2 separate regions of the Macaca mulatta genome follow, and region 2 is linked to region 1. Evidence: chromatin contacts called from public Hi-C data. All regions are on one chromosome and are shown on one strand. Each heading gives the region's core, a stretch centred on a gene start, on an enhancer-like site or on the middle of the called end of the contact. The rest is flanking DNA. Distances are from core to core; before and after follow the strand shown.

Region 1 (3,101 bases), core at 342-2,841:
CTAATAAAAATCAGTGGTGGCTCACCCCTGTGATCCCAGCACTTTGGGAGACTGAGGCAGGAGGACTGCTTGAGGTCAACACTTTGGGACCAGCCTGGGCAATATAGTAAGATCTCATTCTACAAAAAACAAAATATTAGCTGGGTATGGTGGCCCATGTTTGTGGTGCTAGCTACTCTTGAGACTGAGGCAGGAGAGTCTCTTGAACCTTAAGGTCGAAGTTAAGTTGAGCTGTGATCAAACCACTGCCCTCCAGCTTGGGCAACAAACCAAGACTCTGTGTCAAAAAAACAGAAAAAAAATCCTTTGTGTCACCTGATCCAAAGAAGGGAGTCTGTGAGAGGGAAAGAGGGAGCAAGGCTGCAGGTCAGGAGTCACCAGGGACAGGTTATCTTAAGCTCTCAGTCCAGCGCCATTGTCCATATATCTCCCACCTACCCCTAGCCTCAGGAAAATGGCTCCTCACTGTACCCAAAGTAGACATGGGGTCTTTCTGCAAGAGGAATACACCCATACCATTTTCCTCCCTTCAAACGACCATAATGACCCATGGTATGGTTAGTATTTGGGTTGTAGGTTTATCACATGGCGAGGTACTCCTTTCTTTGTGATGGCTCTAACCTTGATAACTACCTGTTTTCCTGGGCTGCTTCCGGGACCCATCTTTCTGAGCCTTTCTTTTTCATTGTCGAAGTCCAAGATCAGTGTGACGGTACAAGGTTATGATATTTTAATTGATGTCTAGGAAAACAGAATGCATTCTGATCTATTAAAATTCCTGATTTAGGAATACCGTCTACGATTTAAGAGAAACATTTAATGAATGTTAATAATGACGATGAGTGGTTTTCTAAGAACCCATAAAGTTAAAAGGCTTTAAAAGGGTGGTAAGATTCTCACTGTGCAACTCAATAACGATTTGTGAGGCTCAACGAAATTCTTACCCAAATTATTTGCAATTATTAAACAGAAATAATGAAAAATGACCTTGAATTACAGGGCGAGAGATGAGACTGTTAAGACTGTCTTTGTAACTAAGCACTGTAAAGACTGAGACAGCTGCAAGGTGAAGTTTTCCTCGAGTTCTTCTGGTGAATTGTGGGAAAGGGATTGAACGTCTGAGGTCTCTTCCAGCTCTGAAACCGCAGTGTTTCGTACAGTGTTCATTTTTTTTATGGGAGGGGTCTCGGGGTCTTGCTCTTTCGCCCGGGCTGGAGGTTGGAGTATAGTGGCGTGACACGATTACGGCTCACGGCAGCCTTGAACTCCTGGGCTCAAGCGATGCTCCCACCTCAGCCTCTAGAGTAGCTGGGACTCAGTGTCTGTTCTTAACTCCCCTCGTAGAACCCACTTTCCTCCAGGGCAAAGTTACTCACTTAAGGACCTTACGGCTTAGCCCGAGGATTTCCTGGGTCACCACGCAGGCGGCTTCAGGTCCCAACCGTGACTCCTCCCCCACCCACAATGCACCTCGCGGTTCCCTCTAGGTGGCAGCTGTGTCACGTGTCACCCGACGGAGCGCGCTTCTGTTTGGCGCACGCGCAGAGTGCAGCCCCCAGCTATTTTTTTCTCCGTGGCGGCGGCGACGAGCGGAAGTTCTTGGGAGCGCCAGTTCCGTCAGTGTGTTCGAGTGGACAAAATGGCGAAGATCGCCAAGACTCACGAAGGTAAGCGGTCTTTCCCTGCTTACGTGTTTTCTTGGTTGCTAGCTTACTAAGAGCCTTTCTTCCTAGGATTCTGCCTTTTCCTATGGTTTCTTTCATGGGAGCCGAGCCCGCGTTTCGGGGCCAAGGGTCGTCTCCTCCGCGCCAGCGGCGCAGGCCACTGCCCCGCGTAATGGCGTCCTCCTCTTACACCCCCGACAGGCGCTTTGTTCGGTGTTTGGGACCTGCTACTTCAGAGTAGCTTCTCTTCTCTGACCAGAGGGCCTTGTTTAAGCGGCTTCCTCAGTAGGATTCGTGGGCAAGGGATCTGGGAAGCGGGCGTGGGGAGAAAGTCTCACTCGCCTGTCGACAGTGTCGTCCGCATAGTTTATGCAGAAGAGGGTCAGAAAAGCACTGAAATACGGCATCCGCTTTTCCGGCAGGACTGAATCGAATTTAGTTAAACCGAGATTCCATTACTCCTGCCCCCGTGTGTGTTCAAGCGTCAGTGTTACTTGCTTATTTTTCTTGCACGAAACGATTTGGGGATAAAATCTGGTAGTAGTTTTCCCTCCCTTAGTCACTTTTAGTATAATATTGATCTTTTTCTTTGGAGACTGGTTATTGGAAGAGCCAGATGGAAAAGGAAAAGATAAATTACTTTCATTAACGGCCGAAGCTTTCAAACTAGTTGATCGTTTTATGGAATGCAGAGTGTGCAAATTAGGAAAACGTTGGGAATAGACTGGAGTTCATTAGGAAATATCCAGAGATGACAGGAAACGGGATCACTTTTCAGAAAAGACGAGGCATGGGAAGTTGGAACTGCATTCTTTGATTTCTGACTTGGAATCCGAGATTTTCACTGAGAACGAGACTTCTAATTCACTTTTGTTTCATATGTTCTTTCTGGGTATTTGGCTCAGCATTAGTCTGTGAAAGGTAACAGACTGAGGCCATCCAAAATTTTACAGTCAGGTAGGGGAAACAGATGTGTATGTCCTCATTCTCTCATGAGGCCAAATGCATGCTTAAGTAGAAGAACAAACAACATGTTCTGGGAACCTGGATAACGGAATTATTATGCTTAGGGTTATTTCACTGAAGAGGTTACATGTCCCTGTTTTAAAAGGATCAGTTTTAAATCGGGAAGGACATCTGAGCATGAGAACATCTTGTAACAAGGTATTGAATCGTGAAAGGTGTGTTTGAGTAGTAGTCCACTGTGGCAGGAACAGTGGGTGCAAGGAGAGAAGAAATAAATGAATCTGTAAAGGTTGGTTTAGGACCAGAATATGAATGGCTTTGAATTTTTGGGTCACCCGGAGGACCTGAAGTCCAGCTTTCTGCTGTTTATCAGACATGCTAATGAATTGGCAATGGCTTTAATACCAGTATTATTTTAGGTATTTAGGATTTAAATGCTCTCTTAGTGTTCTTAGGCCTTATTATTTTTCT
Region 2 (3,101 bases), core at 185-2,684, 65 kb before region 1:
TCCACCGCAGCCCCCATTTACCTTTCCTTTAGAACCCGATCCAACAGCGACTACTGTTGCTTGCAATACTTTTCCTTGAGATTTTTCTGGAAGCATAATGCCTCCTTTGGTTACAGTTTCAGCAGCACTCCTTTCAACCAATACTCGGTCAAAGAGTGGAAGAAACTTTCTAAACGCTTGTCCTGCCTGTAGGAAGAGAAATGTTTTGAAACAAAAACTAAATGTAATCATATTATCAACAGGCAACGCCACCGTGTTGTATACATCTCAACACGTTTTGGCTTCGAAAGTTAACACCAAACCTCAGCTTATTCGTTAAGGAAACGCATTTGAATGTACTAACCAATATTCCAAGTTTAATTCCCGATTCCTTACATCTGTTAAGGGTCGTTGTCGCTCCTCTGGTGAGCAACCAGACCAGCTTTAAGGTCAACCTTAGTTTATTCCAAGGTCAAATGTTTTCCTTCTTCAGGGTTTTTCAGAAATTTTCAAGAAACGCTGGGTCAATCTCCCTGCCTGGCACCATGCTTTTTACCCAAGATATTACACATCCACAAAGGCCCTGCAGAGCAGGTGGGACGCTGCGCTTGCATCCGGGTTCCCGCCACCTGCCTTACACACCCGCAGCACACGCGCGTGCAAAGAGCCCCCGGAGAAGAAAAGGGTCGGGCAGGCCTTGCCGCTCCAAGGTGCCGGCGGGCGCTGGTCACTGAGTGGCCACCAATCCCTCCCGCCTAGCCCAACAAAAGAGGGGCGTCAGTGATCCCCGTACGCCTCAGACAGGCCCGGGCTTGCGGGCTTCGGTGCCACGCGGGACTCACCATGACTCCCTCCGCCTCAGACTCGTACTCTGCTCTAGTGTAGCGCCGCAAGGAGAGACTCGCGGCGCAGCCCTGGCGACACGTGAAAAAACCGCCCAGCGCGCAGGCGCGCTCGCCCCAACCCCCGCCGCTAGCCCCCTCGCCCCTCCCCGCGAGAAAGGGCGGTCGCCCCGACGCGCGCCGCGATTCGCCCCAAGGGCCCTGCGCAGGCCGCTGACGCGAAGACTCGGAGGCGGAAGAAAAGAGGAGCTGTTTCTAGGCTTTTCTAGGCGCCCAGCCGAGGTGAAAGAACTACCCCTTCGTCCCCTCCCGGAAATGACGCGATTTTACCCTTGACCCGTAGGGAGCGCGGCACTTTCCGGAAAGTTCTGGAACTGAGCACGGCCCGGGAACTAGCCTAAGCCGGCGGGAGAGGGCTGAGCGCGCTAGCACACCCTGCGCGGGTAGGGAGGGGCGGGGCTCGCGCGCAGGGTGTGCAGATTGCAGGGGCCCGGCTGACGGGAAGGGGGTGGGAGCTGCCTGCACACGTGGTGCCCCGGGGCGGGGGGAGAGGCGGAGGGAGGGGACACGGGCTCATTGCCGTGTGCGCCCTGCACTCTGTCCCTCACTCGCCGCCGACGACTTGTCTCGCCGCGCGCACGCCCCGCCGCCGCCCCGCAGGTATGCGGCCTTCCCACGCCGCCTTCCCCGGCGCCTGCGACCCCCAAGTGGGCCTTCCTCCTCTGCGGTCCTGCTGGAGGATGCGGGCGACGACAACCTGGAGTTCTGCACCGCACCGCAGGCCCAGGCCCACGGGTCCAGGCCTCCCGGGTCCATGCGGGTTCCATCACGTGCGACGCGGATCCTGGACCTCGGCTGGGCGCAGGAGGGACAACTCACGGGGATTGAATTTGGGGGATTGTAGCCACTTAGGCCCGCTGGTGCAACCCGCGCCTGGTCGACTTCGGGGAACCGGGGAGGGTGTTGTACGCGAGGGAACCGCTTTTTTCCCCCGCAGCTAGCTGGGATACCGCGCCTTCACTCTTGACCTTGCTAGGGGCGTTCGGAAAGAAGGACACGTGGGCCCGCGCCGAGTGGGCCGGGCCGCCGCCCCCAGCATCGCGGCCTTGCTGGCTGCTCTGATACAGTAGCCTTGGGTGGATCCATGGAGATACTTTGCTGAGCTGCTTTTTGCACCGCCAGGAATACTTTCAGCTTCCCTGGTCACTGGGATTTGTAACTTGCCTCTCTCCGGCTGACTTGGTTTCTCAGGGGCCACAGTTGGAGTGGGTCTGCCCACAAGGCCGTTTTCGCGGTGAAAGATTAACTCGTTTTTGGCGGCAGGGATAGGTGGCCGTGGGGAAGGAGCTGCATGTGCTTTGTGCTAGTGCTATAGGTCAGGCGCCGGGGCGGCTCTTTAGCTTGCGGTAGTGGCTGATGTTCCGAAGCTGCGGCGCCTTCCGTCATTCAGGTGTAGTGGCTGGCAGAGGTCAGCCAGGCTCACCATCTCACGTTGCTTGCTCTGTTGCACAGGTTCGCATGTTTGTGCTGCAGCGCAGCATAGGTGGTAGTACTGATTATCTATTTGCTTCCATCCCCAGAAATGCTTCGGTTACCCACAGTCTTTCGCCAGATGAGACCGGTGTCCAGAGTACTGGCTCCTCATCTCACTCGGGCTTATGCCAAAGATGTAAAATTTGGTGCGGATGCCCGAGCCTTAATGCTTCAAGGTGTGGACCTTTTAGCCGATGCTGTGGCCGTTACAATGGGGCCAAAGGTATCAGTAAATTTATTTTATTATAATTATGGTAGTATTAATAGCATTTTGCTCACAAATAGTCGCACTGAACTGTTGAACAGTACTTTCGTATCCATTTTTGAGAACTCAGTTTACATGTAAGAATTCTGAAGTATTGGTTAACTTTTTTTTTCTTAGACATGATCTTAAAGCTTAAACTGCTTCAGCCAGATTTTCGAAACTAGTTTGTTCAATGTGTGATGTAATCGGGTAGTAACATAGCTCAAGATGGATTCTTAAACTCGAGGTAGAATTTTGCTTGCCTAAGTTAAAATTTGGATCCTTTCTGAGTAGTTCATGCCAAGTGTAGAGAGAAGAGTTTAACTTATCTTCCATAATCCCTCAGGTATGTGCTTGTAGGTGCTAAATTTTTTTTTTTTTTTGGTTTATTGTAAAATGTACACAACATAAAATTACCATTAAGTGTGCACTTTGGGGACATGGGGACATTAATTACATTTATGTTGTGCAGTCACCACCACCATCCATCTCCAAAACTTTTT

What was found. Hi-C and Micro-C count contacts between places; a contact is called where the count stands out from the background.
Region 2: a Hi-C map of blood shows a contact between it and region 1, with 4 times the contacts expected there. The contact joins the promoter of HSPD1 here to the promoter of SF3B1 in region 1. A contact is called at or near these places in 2 of 14 Hi-C or Micro-C datasets (blood and fetal cortex germinal zone).

What each region holds. Positions count from the first base shown.
Region 1 is chr12:102,377,752-102,380,852 of T2T-MMU8v2.0, reverse strand. SF3B1 (splicing factor 3b subunit 1) reads left to right here and starts at 1,591. Exons shown (of 25, transcript NM_001265963.2): 1 at 1,591-1,667. The coding sequence starts at 1,640. LOC144333444 (a long non-coding RNA gene) reads right to left here and starts at 1,457. Exons shown (of 3, transcript XR_013402097.1): 1 at 1,377-1,457.
Region 2 is chr12:102,442,861-102,445,961 of T2T-MMU8v2.0, reverse strand. HSPD1 (heat shock protein family D (Hsp60) member 1) reads left to right here and starts at 1,434. Exons shown (of 12, transcript NM_001195516.1): 1 at 1,434-1,481; 2 at 2,402-2,577. The coding sequence starts at 2,404. It overlaps HSPE1 (heat shock protein family E (Hsp10) member 1), which reads right to left and starts at 831. Exons shown (of 4, transcript NM_001195788.1): 1 at 822-831; 2 at 22-186. The coding sequence starts at 824.